2 separate regions of the Rattus norvegicus genome follow, and region 1 is linked to region 2. The links are chromatin contacts, called in public Hi-C maps. All regions are on one chromosome and are shown on one strand. The core of a region is the stretch at or near the end of the contact, and the rest is flanking DNA. Distances in the headings are between cores, read along the strand shown. Region 1 holds the start of Polg (DNA polymerase gamma, catalytic subunit). Region 2 holds the start of Mfge8 (milk fat globule EGF and factor V/VIII domain containing).

Region 1 (2,789 bases), core at 111-2,610, 320 kb before region 2:
TGTGGCTGACTCTGGTTTATGTATCTAAAACCGATAACAAACAAAAATCACTTTGTGTCTATTAAGTACATCTAGAAAAATGTATAAGAATATCTCAGTCAGAAAGCTAGATTGTGGATATTTGTAGTCTCAGCACTGAGGCAGAAGGGCAGCCAGGGCTACCAAGTTCCAACGTGAGACTTCATCGTTTAAAAAAAAAACAACAACAACAACAAAAAAAAAAACAGAATAAAGAAGGGGAAGAATCTGAGAAGAAAAGCAGAAAGGAGAAAGGTTGGTTGGCCTAGTCCTCCTCCCTGCTGGTGACAGTAAAAGCGGATAGAGTCACACCAACCTGACTTGAAAAAAATCGGAAGACCCTCTCTCCTGTACACAGTTCTCAGCGTGCTGGATGCACTGGTTGGGGGCGTGGGGTGGGCGCTGCCTTTCAGCGAGGCCCGAAATTTTTAGCTAGTTAGCTGTGTGTGTGTGTGTGTGTGTGTGTGTGTGTGTGTGTGTGTGTGTGTGTGTGTCTGTAACAACCCCGATCACTGCTTTCCTCGCATGGGACTCTCGACTTGAATTCCTGGGTCCCAGTTATTCACCCGGGTCCGTATTGCCTGACTCTTTGCAGCTGACCCACTACGGAGAGCCGGGAGCAGAAACATCCGGAACAACAGGCGGTGGACCCGGAGATTGACAGATCTCTGAAGGAGGACGTGCTTCAGCTGCGACCGGTGGGCGCGATCAATCGGACTCAACATCATCACCATCACCATCATCGCCCGGGATAGGAGGGCTTCACTTCGAGCCAAGCCTTTGCTGTCCGTAGGTGACGGATTTAGACTTCGGACAGCACGTGCTCCGTTCGTTCCGCTCTGCACCAGGACACGCCTCTCCACCGCTGTCACATTTTCAGCAATGTCTCATCCTGACAGTTGTTTGCTCACATCCTTGAGTTCCAAGAATTTGGTTTAGAATAGAAGTTGGTTCTACCTACTACAGTTACTTCGCTTCGTTTCCGAAGGGATTATGAAGAGGTGACGAAATGACGGAGAAAAAGGAAAGAAACCATGATCCGACCGCGGCAGGACTCGAACCTGCAATCTTCTGATCCGAAGTCAGACGCCTTATCCATTAGGCCACGCGGCCGTCAGCATAAAGCTGTCTCTACTTAGCCTAAAGCGTAAAGCCGCCTTCAGGCTAGCTTCAGACTGGTCCACGCTCTCCATGGGGAGGGGAGTTTCAGAGGGCCTCACCCGGAAGTCCCTCTGCCACCCCCGCGGGCGGGCGGCTCCATTGGCGGCGCTCCTATTGGATGCTCCGGGGAGTCTCCCGCCTGCCTCTGGGTAGCCGCGGGACCCAGTTCGCGCAGACGGGAAGTTGCGGCTGCTCTCCAGACCGCACGCCACCCGGAGGCTGCGTGGGCCGCGCGCAGCGGACGCCGCGTCGTTGCCAGGGCTGTGGGCTGCCGCAGGACGGGAAGCGCGGAACAGACCGAGGTTTCCGGCGGGTTCGGCAAGGGGAGGGCCGGGCGCGGCGGCGGGGCTGCTCCCTCTCCAGTCCCGGAGCGTGGCTGGAAGCAGGGCGGCGGCCGGTCTCAGGGCGCATCGCGGCGGTTGCGGCGACGACCCGGTGTCCGGGTGCGCGGGGGTTGCCGCCGATCTCCCGAGTAGAGCGTCCTGGGCCCGCTCGGGTGTGGGTGCGGACCCTGAAGCAGTTGCTCACTGGCGGGTTCGAAGTTGGGGTGCTAGGCCCTCGGGCCGCCGGCGGGGTGGTACTGGCAGCTGCTGTCTGCTGAGCGCCTGCTGGGGTCAGGGCCGTGCGACGAGCGCGCCCTCTGTCACTCAGACAGCAGTGGTCCGTGGCTCTAGAGTCCTTAACCCCATTTTACAGAGGAGGAGGTCGGGGCCTAAGGAGCTTGGCCAAGGTCACGCAGTTGGAGAGCCAGAACAACTCTGGTCTGCGTCTCCCAATTTCAGCATCTCCAGCGGCTTCTCCAAGTTCACTGATGAGCCTGTGTGGCCCATCCGTCGGGAGGGGCAGTGCCATTTCTTAAGGTTGTTGGAGGCGTAACTGAAAAATGCCCCTACACCACTGTGGCCTTTTTGGCTAAGATCAAGTGGAGAAAATGCTTGGCACGCAGCAGATTTGATGAGGGATAAGTTGTTTGTACAAGTACGTGACACATGTAATAACACTTTATCATCTGTCTCCTTTAGGATTTGTGTGAGGAAGGCAGGCATGGTGAGACCTATTTCACTGACAGGAACACAGAGAGGGGACGTGTCTCTCTCTGAGTCTTTCGGCCAGTAAAAAGCAGTCAAGCTGGAGCCCAAAGCCAGGTGTCCCGACTCACAGCGGGGGGCTCCCTGCACCAACCATGAGCCGCCTGCTCTGGAAGAAGGTGGCCGGCGCCAAAGTCGCCTCAGGGCCAGTACCAGCAACAGGACGCTGGGTCTCCAGCTCCGTCCTCGACCCCGTCCCCAGCGACGGGCAGCCGCAGTCGCAAATGCCCTCCTCAGAGAATGGGCAGCTGCGGCTCAACCCTCTGCACATCCAGATGCTGTCGAGAGGCCTGCACGAGCAAATCTTCGGGTGCGGAGGGGACGTGCCCGACGAGGCCGCGGTGCAGCGCAGCATCGAGCACCTGCGGAAGCACGGGCTCTGGGGGCAGCCGACCACGCCCTTGCCAGACGTGCAGCTGCGCCTGCCCCGGCTCTTCGGGGGCAACCTGGACCAGCACTTCCGCCTCCTGGCCCAGAAGCAGAGCCTCCCGTACTTGGAGGCGGCCGCCTCGTTATCGGAGG
Region 2 (2,908 bases), core at 185-2,684:
ATTTCCAATTCCTTGTCTAGCAGAGGATGGCCTTGAATTCCTGGTCTAATTTCCCCCACTTTGCACGTGTTGGGATTATAGGTCAGAAACTTTTAAATGACTTTATCATAATATCCTCCTCCTCCTCCTCCTCCTCCTCCTCCTCATCATCATCATCGCCATTAGTGTGTATGTGTGTTGGCACACTGGGGGGGGTGTGGTGGTCAGAGGTCAGCTTTGTGGACTTGGGCTCTGCTTTCCCAAAGGATTTGTGGGGATTGAACTGAGGTCACCACACTTGCTCAGTAAGTGCTCTACCCACTGAGCCATCTGCTTAGCCAGATTTTTATTTCTATTATTTGTTTGTTTGTTTGTTTGTTTGAAGTAGAGTCTCACTCTGGTGGTCAGGATAGCCCAGGACTCACTGTGTTGTCCAAGATAGCCTTGGACTTTCTATAATTTTCTCGTCTCTGCCTCCAGAGTGCTGGGATTGTAGGCTTGAACCACCACGCTGGCCAAAATCCTAAAGTATTTCCTATTTGGAACTTTTACACAAGTTTGACAATTTTTTTTTCTTTTTTGGTCTTTTCATCGTTTCTAAAGGCATTATGATGTCATCGTGTAGTGTCGTTTTTTGCACAATGTCTGTCTGATGAAATGAGTGTGCATCTCTGAGCACAACTGCTAGGTCTTAAGGTGTTGGTCTTTGTCTTTTTGAAAACTATTTCCCAAGAAAGAGGCTGAGCTGGCTCATACTCTGTCCAAGGTCCGCATGCCTCGGCCTGTTGCTCCACAGCCTCTGCTGTTAACAGCCGGACACTTGCCAATCTGATAAAGGAAACACAGGACTCATTGTAGCCTGAATTTGCTATTCTCTCATTACAATAAGAATTAGCATTTTAAGTCTAAACAGTTATTTTTAATTAACTAAACAACAAATAATCAATAAACAAACACATTTAGGAAAGAGGGTCCCATTCTGTAGCCCAGACTAATCGGAACTCATTATGGATGGAGCACACACTGGGGATCTGATCTGGAACTGCTGTCTAATCCTCCTGATCCAGCTTTCTAAGACTTGGCACTACAAGCATGAGCCACCACCGCTCCTGGATTATTTTATTTTATCGACTTATCTTTGCTGGGTTGGGGATCGAATCCAGGGTCTCCAGCATGCTTAGGGAAGCACTCCATCATCGAGCTCCCTTTTAAAATTTCCTCCAGAGCAATTTTCTCCGGTCCAGTCCATTCAGGAAGCGGGACTTGGCCTCAGGCTGAGGACTGGCAGCGGGGGGTGAAGGGCGTGGCTCACCGGGAGGCTGAGGCACTGGACCCCCCCACCCCCCTTCAGCCCTCCCTCTTCCCACTGTGGTCTCGGAGCTCCGCCCAGAGTCCTCCCGGGGCTGTCCGGGGCGGAGCCCTGGGGCCAGTGGGCGGAGCTGAGCGCCTGATTTATTCCCCTGTGAGAGGAGCGGACGCAGGAACTCTCCGGTCCCAGCATCGGAGCTTGTGGACCATTTCCCGCGTCCCGCAGCATGCAGTTCTCCCGTGTGCTGGCCGCGCTGTGCGGTGTGCTGCTCTGCGCCTCCGGCCTCTTCGCTGCGTCCGGTGAGTCCCTCTGGCCTCGCCCCTCTTCTGCCCGCCGCTCGGAAGTTCTCAGCGGGGCCCTCCCTCTATCTTTACTGTTGACAAACTTGAGCAAAGCCTGGAGGGGGACGCTCAGGGGCTGCATCCGGGTAGGAGAGGCGAACGTGCTTCTGCGTGCTCTGCCCTGGGGCCTTGAGGCTGTGATCCTAGCTTTTGCACCGAGCGGTGACCCTGGACACCCGGTGACAGCCCAGCCTCCCCCGGGGATGTGACTTACACATAACAAAGGAATCCGCTGCGTCCTGCCTCTTTTTACCGCGTCTGTAAAATGAGGCCACCGAACTGTGTCTGCTTTCCAATCCTAACAATTTGGGAGAATATAGTACTCTTGTGAGGGTACATCTCCAGTTAACTTAACCAGAAACTCTCTTCTGAACCCACCTGGCTAGAAAATCCAATGAACTTCTGTGCCCCACTTGTTGGTGTTTGATCAGATAAGGGAAGAAAGGACTGAGGGGCCCGTGCGAGAGACTGACTATAGGTGGGGCGGGTCTGGAACTTAGAAAAGGGATTCCTGCCCCCGGCTGGCCTTGGCCGGCTGCTTTATCTCCCCTAGCCCTCCTCCTCCGCTCTGAGGTCCCCGGTAGAAGTCTGGGCCTCTTGCGGGATGCTTGTGGAGAGTTCATCATGAAAAAGCAGTGCCCACGTGGGGCCGGTGAGCGGCTCAAGCAGCCTCGACATCGTTTCTCATAGAAATGGGACTGGCGAGATCACAGGCAGGAGCGATCACAGCTAGGCTCAGCTCTGTCGGCCTAGCACAGGATCTGACCTCGGGATTGGAGCTGAAGGCATTGGGTGCTCCAAGCTTTCACGAACTGGGAACTGCTAGTCTGTTCACTCAGCTGGAAAGATGCCTGGGGTCTCCTCTGATCCTTTTTACCCCTTATCTTTGCCTTCTCCACAACATTGCCAAATGTTCTTGGAGACACTTCCCAGAGCAGGACCCTGAAGTCCCATAGGATTTATAGAGGAGCTGGCCTCTCCGGGTCTCATATGCAGGTGGCCAGCCTCAGTCCCAACGCTGCTGCTGGCCACCTTCCACTTTCTGATTTCCTCTCTGGACCCTTGGTTTGGTTCCAGGTGCAGCTGTAGGGAAGGCTAGAAGCTGGGCCCTTGTTGGTATGGGGTGCCTAGGCCTTGGCGGATCCAGAGTCTCCATGTGAGGCTGTGTCTGTGCCCTTCCAGGTCAGAGGGGATTAACCTGCTATTTAAAGCAAGTGACTAATAGTTCTGCCACAGCGCCTTAGGATCCCCAGGCCCTTGCCGAGGGAGCTGTGTGGGC

Evidence for each region. Hi-C and Micro-C count contacts between places; a contact is called where the count stands out from the background.
Region 1: a Hi-C map of the A7r5 cell line shows a contact between it and region 2, with 2.4 times the contacts expected there. The contact joins the promoter of Polg here to the promoter of Mfge8 in region 2.

Annotation. Positions count from the first base shown.
Region 1 is chr1:142,807,409-142,810,197 of GRCr8, reverse strand. It overlaps Polg (DNA polymerase gamma, catalytic subunit), which reads left to right and starts at 1,360. Exons shown (of 23, transcript NM_053528.2): 1 at 1,360-1,481; 2 at 2,202-2,789. The coding sequence starts at 2,363. Trnar-ucg1 (transfer RNA arginine (anticodon UCG) 1) reads right to left here and starts at 1,131; the gene lies at 1,059-1,131.
Region 2 is chr1:142,487,957-142,490,864 of GRCr8, reverse strand. Mfge8 (milk fat globule EGF and factor V/VIII domain containing) reads left to right here and starts at 1,434. Exons shown (of 9, transcript NM_012811.3): 1 at 1,434-1,587. The coding sequence starts at 1,515.